Regions from separate parts of the Gossypium hirsutum genome. Here region 2 is linked to region 1. The links are chromatin contacts, called in public Hi-C maps. All regions are on one chromosome and are shown on one strand. The core of a region is the stretch at or near the end of the contact, and the rest is flanking DNA. Distances in the headings are between cores, read along the strand shown. Region 1 holds the start of LOC107903689 (DExH-box ATP-dependent RNA helicase DExH15 chloroplastic). Region 2 holds the start of LOC107903688 (TORTIFOLIA1-like protein 4).

Region 1 (5,176 bases), core at 1,333-3,832:
CTAGTAACCTGACACGGATACATTTAGCTTGGGCGAGCAACTAGTGTGGTATAGTTACCTATGCATCCGAGTTTGTTTTCTAGGGTTCATCAGGCGATACAACTTATATGAAAGGAAAAATTGAATTGTGATAAAAAGAACTTGATATTCAAATATAAAGATATTGAAATAAGCATGAACCATGTGTTTGAATGAGAATGAAATTGATTTTGTGACCCATTATGTCATGAACTAGCATATTGATCACCTACGGCATTATTTAGTTTGATTTTGGGTATAATACTCACCTTGTTGATTTTGTGATATGTTATGTTTAGCCAAACTAACCAACAATGTGGTAGTTTAACATATTTAATTGAAATAAGGTAAGTTTTTTTTTAATGCCTATGAACTTACTAAGTATCGTATATGCTTACCTCGTTGCTTTCCCTTTTTCCTTGTAGATCAGCACCCTATGGAACGTATCAAGTCGGATCAACTGGAAGCTCACACTATCCTATTACTGAATCGATAGTTTTTTTATCATTTTGAGTCAGGGTTGTGTCATGTATATAGGTGCCATGGTATATACTTAAATGTATAAAAATCTTGATAAATTAGTATCTTGTGATGAATATGGTACATAATGATGATTTCAAACGTTGGACATGGTATGTTTGATTTTCATGCTTGAATTATGTGTTAAATAGATGGTTATCTACTTCATGTTTAAAATCATGAAAGTTGTCATGTTGAACTGTACATGTATGCATATGTGAGTTAAGTTAAACATGATTAACATAGTTGAATGGATCACTTGGGATCAAACATGTTTGAATGATGGTTGATGAATAATGTAGTCTAATTTGGATAGTTGATTGTTATATTTTGAAGCTTATAAGACATTGATGTGCATAATATGCCAAAGTGTGTATAAATGAAATGAAATAGTGTGTTTCAATATGGTAAAAGATAAGTAAAGTTTGGTATTGGATGACTGATTTGGTATGCTTTAAAGACATTAAAATGTTTAAGTTCAATTGATTGTTTAAGTAATGAATAACTTGTTGAAAAGTTGAGTATGAGTATTAAGCTCATTTGGTATGATTTTGGCATGTTTTGAATCAGGTAAAGTAAATGTTTTATGCATAAATTGGTATGCTTGGTGGAAAGTTTGAAATAGGTACCAAATGACTCAATTTTTTTTATCAAAAACAGAGTTCACGCCTTGACGAGCAACTCTTCTCATCGCAATGTTGACCGACAATAAGTGACGTCGAGTGGCTTGGCGTTGTGATGTGACAAATTGTTTGGCGATGTCGCGACGTGGAAGTGATGACATCATGACGTTGGCCCTGAAATTTTGAAACTTTGCAATTGGTCCTATTGCGTTCTCGAGTCAACAAAAAACTATCATAAGCTCGGTTAAGACTTGTTTTGATTGTTTATCCATAAATGAATATGTTTAGCATTTAATTACACGTGCATGTAAATATTTTTCTATAAATTGACTGTAGTTGCTCCAACAGCGACTATAGCACCTTGTAGCTTGGACCCGACAACTGGGTCAAGCGAGGGGTGTTACAGATAACTAGTGAGTCAATATTTGCTTTTATTTTGCTTTGCGTGCAAAAACATTGAGGACAATATACAAGGGTACCAATGTAATTTATAAATATTTTTATTAAACCAAATTGTTTGAAAAATACAAGTATACAAAACGAATATATTACACTTGGGGCACTAGATCCAACAATTACTTTTTTTATTAGTTCATTTACTCACTTGCTGATCACCTAGCCCTTTTAATGAATTATTGTTTCACTAATTCACTTATTACTATTGGCATCAATAGTCTCTTATTGAATCTTCTTCTATTAATCTATCACTACTTGCACTTATCATCAATGCCATTTTATTCCTATCTTTTTTAGCTTACATTGAAATTTTACTTCCAATTATCAATAATTGTAACATTTAGCCCTTAGTAAATTCTAGAAAAATTCATTTGGATACTCGGGATTTCAACCAAACACTATACACTAATTTGCACTAAAGGTGTAACCAACCTTACACCAAATCACTTAAGGTCCTCACTATGAACTTAAGTGTTATGCTATATGGCATAAATATCTGTCTTCACACTAAACACTATCTTCAACACAAAGCGTGCACATCCTTATTAGTATGCTAATTGTACCCTCACTATTTCACTAAGTTTACTAGAGCATTGCACTTACTTATCACATTTTCAAAATCTATATTGTACATCGTTACCACACAATAACTCATGTACACATAATTACATACACATTTCTAATATTGTTTGTTTTAAAAGCCATTTATGATTATTCGTTTATCAAGTATTACTTTGTGCATTTCACTGGTTCACCTATCAACTTTATGGACACTTCACTTTGCTCATAATCATCATTGCAATTTACTCATTCATTTATTTTGAAATGATCTGATAGAAAAATATAATTTTAAAAATTAAAAAAAGATAAAATATTAAATGGAGCGCTTTTTTTTTTTGGTGAAGTTGGGAAGCGAAAAAATCCTCATACAAAAAAAATCTAGTGTAACGCTGGCTGAAGTAGACAACGAAACGAAGCAAAGATATTCTGTAATTTATATAACAAAATAAATATTCAAACCGCCGCCGGTTCAATTTTGTATTGGTTGGTATCCAAATGGATTGTCCAGTGGTGTAAGTAACTCGGTCTACAATACCGCTGAGCAACTCCCGCCATGAACACTCTCTCAATCCTCACCCTTCCTTCTCTTTTCCGACAAGCCAAACACTCCCAATTCCCTCACTTCCGCTCCATTTCTCAATCCCTACCTTTCCCTCGCCCCACTTCCATCCTCTCTCCGCTTTCTTTTCGTCTCTCTTTCAAATCCCCTCGCTCTCCCTTCTCCGCTGAGCCCCAACTCTCTGACGAGGAACTCGAAGATGACGAAGACGACGATGATTTTGAAGCTGCTGATGAATACGACGAATACGAAGACGTTTCCGGTGAAGTTTCCAATGATGTCCGACCGAGCGAAGACGAAGATGAAGACTATACCGAAAACGAAAACGAAAACGAAAAAGAAATCTCAGTGGATTCATCCAACTGGCAGATAGAATCCACTTGGCAACGAGTTGAAAAGCTTTGTAATCTAGTTAAGGAATTGGGGGAGGAAATGATTGACGTCGATGCACTCGCTGATATTTACGATTTTCGCATTGATAAATTTCAGGTTCCTTATTTTTAATATGTTCTTTAAAGATAAAAAAGAAGAAGAATTTGAAGTTCTAATGATCTTGCCCTTGTATTTTGAAGAGAATGGCGATAGAAGCATTTTTAAGGGGTTCGTCTGTGGTGGTTTCAGCGCCCACCAGCAGCGGAAAGACTTTAATTGCGGAAGCTGCTGCCGTGGCGACGGTAGCCAGGAGAAGGAGGTTATTCTATACAACTCCGCTTAAGGCATTATCCAATCAGAAGTTTCGACAGTTTAGGTAATTAGAGCTATTTTCTTCCCCTCTCAACATGCATAATGAATTATAATTTTCGTTTTCTATTACCTTTTTCAAATAATTTTAAGTTTCGTTAGTTTGTCAGTGGTTTTGGGTTGAAACATGCTATTAATGCATTAAATTTTAAAATTTAAACCTCACCATAATTGTGGAGTTCATATGGCCTCCAGGCTCCAAATAACTTTCAAGGCGCCCTGCCACTATGAATAGTGGCATTGGGTCATGCTTACATTGTAGTGCAAATAATTATAGGTGATATGAACCCTTCGAGCTGATATAGTGATCTTTGTTGTTTTAGGGAGACATTTGGGGATAATAATGTTGGCCTTCTCACAGGAGATTCTGCTGTCAACAAGGATGCTCAGATTTTAGTCTTGACTACAGAGATTCTGCGGAACATGCTGTATAATAGGTACATCGGATAACAGTTTCAGGAATTTCATGGTATGAATGGTGGAAGAAATGTACTTGGTATTTCCAAAGCATAAGCATGACATTTGTGCAGCTTTGATGTGAATGGCACCAAGTATCTAGTGCATATTAATTAGTCACTGTATTATATACTTTTATGTATTAAGTATGGTATATCACTTTGCAACTTGTGGTAGCAGTTTCTACGTTCATCTAGGTATTTCATGTTTCAATTTCAAGTTGCAACCTCCATAAGTTTCCTTCTTAATGTTCTTGTTAATTGGTAATATTAAGCATGTTGGTTTTGGATTTGTTGATGCAGTGTTGGAATGGCTTCTTCTGGGAGTGGTCTTTTTCATGTTGATGTGATTGTTCTTGATGAGGTTCATTATTTAAGTGACATATCTCGGGGTACTGTGTGGGAGGAGATTGTGAGTTTATCTGATTTTTGAATCTCATTTATATCTAGAATGTCAAATGCAATACATTTTCACCAAGTTCTGAAATATTTTCAGGTGATTTATTGCCCTAAAGAAGTTCAACTTATAAGCCTGTCAGCGACAGTTGCAAATCCAGATGAGCTAGCTGGTTGGATTGGTCAGGTAGCGTTCCTTGTCTTATTATATCATATGTTCCAGCACTGATATTAGTTCAAATGTTTGAGAGTTGTCATCTACTGTCTGTATCTTTCCTTGCTTTTGTTTGTCTGCTCTACCTCTTGGGTTCACAAACTCAAAATGGATGTTCTGGTGAAGTGTTTATGCCTTAATCTCGATATTGGAGTTGAAGTGTTACTACTTTTCTGCATTTTGGCTTTTCCTCCATGATGAAATTTATTGCTTTTTTCTACTGCTTGTTACACTTCTTGATGTACCTTTTTTCACATGGCTTGATTACTAAAAAAAGATCATGTGCAATATATTGTCTGGTCAAGCATGATCTCATGGGGCTTGAGTTGATGTCTCAGTGTATTAATTTGCTGGGCTTGGCATCCTGTGCCAAGATGAGCTTTGTCAGAAGTGCATATGCTCTAGTCTTAGTTTTGTAATTTTGATGTTTCACCAAGCATGTAATATTGGTTGTGGACTCCATTGAGTTAAACTTGTTTTATTTATTTATATTTTGGGTGAAGGCGGATTTGAACCTAGTGCTGTGCCAAATGTTTTGGGTAAATTTGTTTTTCTTGAGGAAAATTCAGCCTTTATTTCTTTATAAGTGTTATCTCCATGAGCAAGAATGCTGTTTTCAACTCATCCATATTTT
Region 2 (4,822 bases), core at 2,104-4,603, 150 kb after region 1:
TTTTTCAAGCTGGTTTGAACTAGAATTGCCATCATCCGAACTTGCCACAGATTGAAATTTGTCTCACCATCGAACTTCTCAAATTCAAACCTTCTTGCTACCATCTCTGAATGGGATGATCTATGAAAATTAAACTAGCTCCGGTACCACTTGTTAGGATCAACCCGATTAAGCAACAACAAAAAATAGTGGAATAAATTGAGAAATTGAACACACAAACTAAACGTTGAAAAACCCCTCCAAAGAGGATAAAAAAACCATGGGTAAAGATAATTTTATTATAATGGCAAAAGAATGAATAGTGCAAAAGATGGAGATAAAAACTAAACCCTGAAAACAAAGAACCCTCAAAACATAAACACAAAATTCTCTAAATGTGTTATGAGTTCTAATCTCTAATGGGTGTATTTTCTAAGGTTGTAAAAGAGCTTATTTATAGGCTAAATTCATAGGTCAAATAATAATAAAATAATCTAGACTAATCAGAGTTTGATTGAAACAAATAAACAAAGTTTAACTGAAAGATTATTTCTCAAATTTGACTGAAATAGGAGTCATGCTCAACAAGTGGTTTGAGAAAATCCTTGATTAAAGTATACCAAGATAATGGAAGTATGCAATTGAGACCGAATCACTATATATTGATTTGTCCAAACTTTCTCACTTCTCCTTTTAATTTAAAAAGGAAAATTTTAAAATCCCAATTCATTTTTCTTGGTTGGTATTTTAGCGAATCTAACTACAACCTTACATTTATGCATTTCAAGGTTACGAAGAAGGTAAAAAATATATATTTTGGTAGCGAAAAAATCAAACTAGTAGCATTACAATAAAGTCGTAGAGCAAGAAAATAGGTCAAAGGGCCAAGACTGTGAAACAAAAGGTCATAGAAGATGTCACTTAAAACTCTAACCTGAATGTCAGCTGAAATTTTGATCCTCGATCGCTAAATCGATAATCACAGTTTCTTTTATAAAGATTTAATTAATATAAATTTCATTTCTTCTTAAATTTGAATAATTTCGATGACAAATTAAAATTGATATATTTGAATCAAATATTGAAAGGTGTGCTTATCATGTGTCTCTAGATTTAGTGCATTCAATAAACCTATCTTCAACTGTCACGTGATTGGCTGTTCAAAACTTCATCTCATCACTTTATTGTACTCGTAAGTCATAAGGAGGTTTCCCATTTCATATTTTTAAATATATAATAAAGAGAAATAATAATACGAATAGATTTTAAAATTCTATTTATAAATTAATTTTTTATTATAATATAATTTCTTACATTGTAAAAGAAATTTAAATTACATAATATAAGAATGTGTTAAGAAAATAGAAAAGAGTTGAAAAAGATAGGGTTGGGATATTATTCACACAACTAGTTTTGTAAATCAACCACCATGTGCCTCTAAAATTCTCTCCCTATTGATTCCTGAATTATGAAGTTGTTGCATAAGTGCACATAATCTTAATGTAATATGTAGGTTTATAGGTAAGAATTAAATGTTAGAGGATAAGGTTGTTTGAGTTTTTTTTTTTAATTCGTAATAGATGATGGGAATTTAAGATTATGTATAATGGTATTATTTATTTAGTTGAAATTTAAGATTCGAGTGTTTAGTTGATGAAATATAAAATTATCTACAAATATGTTTTATCAAATCATCCTTGTTATAATTTTTTTAGTTATTTTATTATTTTTAATCTCAATTTTCTTTAAAAGTATGATAAATTATTATGATTTGTATATTAATAAATGAATATATGATGTTAAAATAAATTTATAAATCATAATTATAATAATTCATGAAAAGTGATTGCATTACTAGCCATAATTAATATATTAATAAATAAATTATTATAGTAAATATAATATTAGGGTTTCATTGTTAAAAGAAAAAAAGAGATATATTTTTTAATTAGTTTTAAATTTTAGGGTAACCTATACTAGTAGTCACCCAACTATTAGTAAATTTCTTTTTTGGTCATCCAATTATGAAAAGTTAATGATTTCCCCCAACTATTAGTATTTTTTTTCTCCTAACTATGAAAAGTTACAAAATGGTAGCCCCACTATTCAATTTTATCTCTTTTTTTGTCACTAGCTGGCTAACATAAAAATGGGAACGTCTAATATTTCAAGACAGTTGAGTGACCATAAAAGACAAAATTGAATAGTTGAGTGATCATTTTCTAACTTTTCATAGTTGAGTGACCAAAAAAGAAATTTACTAATAGTTGAGTGACTACTAGTGTAGTTTACCTTAAATTTTATTTGAGGGCAAAAACCTAAATTTATTAAAATAAAATTTAAAAAAAAAACAAAGGGAAAATGCTTCAAAATTTAATATTACACTTGTAATCTAAGATAACCTAAGGAATGAGCCGTAATTTGATTACACCCTATACTATGACCTCATGATACTATTTGGGAATGTAAGATTACGGGGTGACTGAAATGTTGAAAATCCAAACAACGTGGTCGTATTCTGGAATGTAACATCATAAGTCGTAATGTAATATTCGACCAGCACAACATACCCTAAGTGTAAAGGTACGGTGCTTAGAAGTTGAACTTAGAATTTGTATCAATTGAACTACATATTTAGATATAGGTGTGCGTTTGAAAATAACATGTAATAAATAATTAAAACATAATATTTGAAACTAATTAATAATAACACATTCAATATGTACAAAGTTAAAATGAAAAAATTATATTAAATTATGAATAAAACAAAATTTAGACACGTAAATACATCAGATTAAGAATATTAAATGGACTATAATTATTCATAATAATGTTGTCATCACTATTGAGTTTATGTCGAGTTACCTTATAACACCAATTCAATCCATAGCATTATTAGTATATACAATCAATGGAAGTAATAAACTGCATACGATAAAATTAAAATGTACAAAATATTTTAAGATAAGCTTTGGCGGAGCGATAAAGTTAAAGTTTTATTTATCAAAATATCATGTGTTCAAATTTTATCATATATAAATTATTCTTTAAAACCTATTTTAAAAAATAAAGTATTTTAAAATAATATTATTTATTTTAAATAAAAAAATACTTCATTATTTCTCTAATTGATTTGACATGCAGCTGTTTTATGTAACCAACTCAATTAAAAGCATTGAAACCATATAAATAATTTTTTATTTATTGTAATTGAGAAAATTAAATATTATTTTAACATTAATCTCATTATAAATTCTTATCATATTTTTTATACAATACTAAAATCACCCATAACTCCTCCATAATTCTTAAAATAGGAGGATAATACGTTTTAGTATATTTAAATCCAAGTCCTCCCGTGCTAACATCAACAAGGTTGATATCAATCTAAAACCCAATTGACAAAAAAAATATTTTTAAAAAAATATTTATTTATTTTTTTCACCAAATAATAATTTAATATGAAAACGTAAAAAGAAAAGAAGAAAATTGTAATTAATGGAAAAAGGCTCCTGCAAGCTGCATTTATTATTTTTTATGACTATAATAACTGACAACCATCGCCTCCCTTCCGCTGCCGCCATTTCCCAAAACCACCAAAACTCACCGCTTCTCTCTATTTCCCCAAAATTTATCTGAAAATACATAACTTACCGCCAAAACAACAATGTCTTTCAAGAACCGATCTCCGACGACGATTCTTCAACCGCAACCGCAGGATCTCAAACAACGCGTTTATACTTGCCTCAACAAACTCGCTGACCGCGACACTCTTGCCGTCGCTTCCGCCGAGCTCGACTCCATCGCTCGCAACCTCACTTCAGATTCCATCTCTCCCTTCCTTAACTGCCTCTACGGCACCGATTCTTCGTCCAAGTCTCCGGTTCGGAGACAATGCGTTTGCCTTTTGACGTTGTTGTCTCGTTCGCACGGCAACGCACTGTCTCCTTACCTTTCTAAGATGGTTTCCACGCTTTCACGTCGACTACGAGACCCTGACTCCGCCGTCCGATCCGCCTGTGTCGAGGCAACCGCCGCAATGTCGTCTCACATCACTAAACCTCCGTTTTCGGTTTTGTCGAAGCCGTTGATCGAAATGCTCGTTGTGGAGCAAGACGTGAACTCGCAGGTCGGAGCCGCGATGTGTTTGGCGGCGGCGATCGATGCGGCGCCGGATCCTGAGTCGGAGCAGCTTCGGAAGGTGTTACCGAAGTTAGGGAAGTTGGTTAGTAACGAAAGTTTCAAGGCGAAAGCAGCAGTGTTTGGAGTTATAGGAAGCGTCGCTAGTGTTGGCGGTGCCGGAAGTAAAGGTGTTTTGGATTGGTTGGTGCCTTGTGCGGTGGATGCTTTGAGTAGCGAAGATTGGGCAACGAGAAAGGCGGCAGCGGAGGCGTTGGGGAAAGTGGCGATGGCGGAGAAAGAGCTGACAGCGGAGTATAAATCGGCGTGTGTGGTGGCTCTAGAAAATAAGAGGTTTGATAAGGTGCATCCTTGTGTATCTTTACTCAGTAATTATTTAATAATTAATCGATTTTTCCCAAGAAGGAAAAGTAAGAAGAGTGCTTTATCCTTTTGTGAAAATTTTGCTGCTGCAGGTAAAGATTGTACGAGAAACTTTCAATCGTAGTTTGGATTTATGGAAGGAAGTTCCTGGAGTTTGTGAGGTCTCAGCTCCTTCTCAGTCTGACTCACCTTCAGTAGGTATAATAAAGAAATATTCAATTTTGTTTATATTGTTTTTTTGTGAAGTTTGGAAGTTAATCATGTCCAAACCCAGAAAATTTGGCATTAAATGGACAGCATGTTTACATTTCTTTTTAGTTTAAAAACAGGAAAATTCTAT

What was found. Hi-C and Micro-C count contacts between places; a contact is called where the count stands out from the background.
Region 2: a Hi-C map of leaf shows a contact between it and region 1, with 1.6 times the contacts expected there. The contact joins the promoter of LOC107903688 here to the promoter of LOC107903689 in region 1. A contact is called at or near these places in 3 of 34 Hi-C or Micro-C datasets (anther and leaf).

What each region holds. Positions count from the first base shown.
Region 1 is chrD05:48,117,225-48,122,400 of Gossypium_hirsutum_v2.1, forward strand. It overlaps LOC107903689 (DExH-box ATP-dependent RNA helicase DExH15 chloroplastic), which reads left to right and starts at 2,583. Exons shown (of 9, transcript XM_016829832.2): 1 at 2,583-3,225; 2 at 3,309-3,484; 3 at 3,801-3,914; 4 at 4,236-4,344; 5 at 4,429-4,515. The coding sequence starts at 2,731.
Region 2 is chrD05:48,270,268-48,275,089 of Gossypium_hirsutum_v2.1, forward strand. It overlaps LOC107903688 (TORTIFOLIA1-like protein 4), which reads left to right and starts at 3,354. Exons shown (of 5, transcript XM_016829830.2): 1 at 3,354-4,462; 2 at 4,575-4,680. The coding sequence starts at 3,647.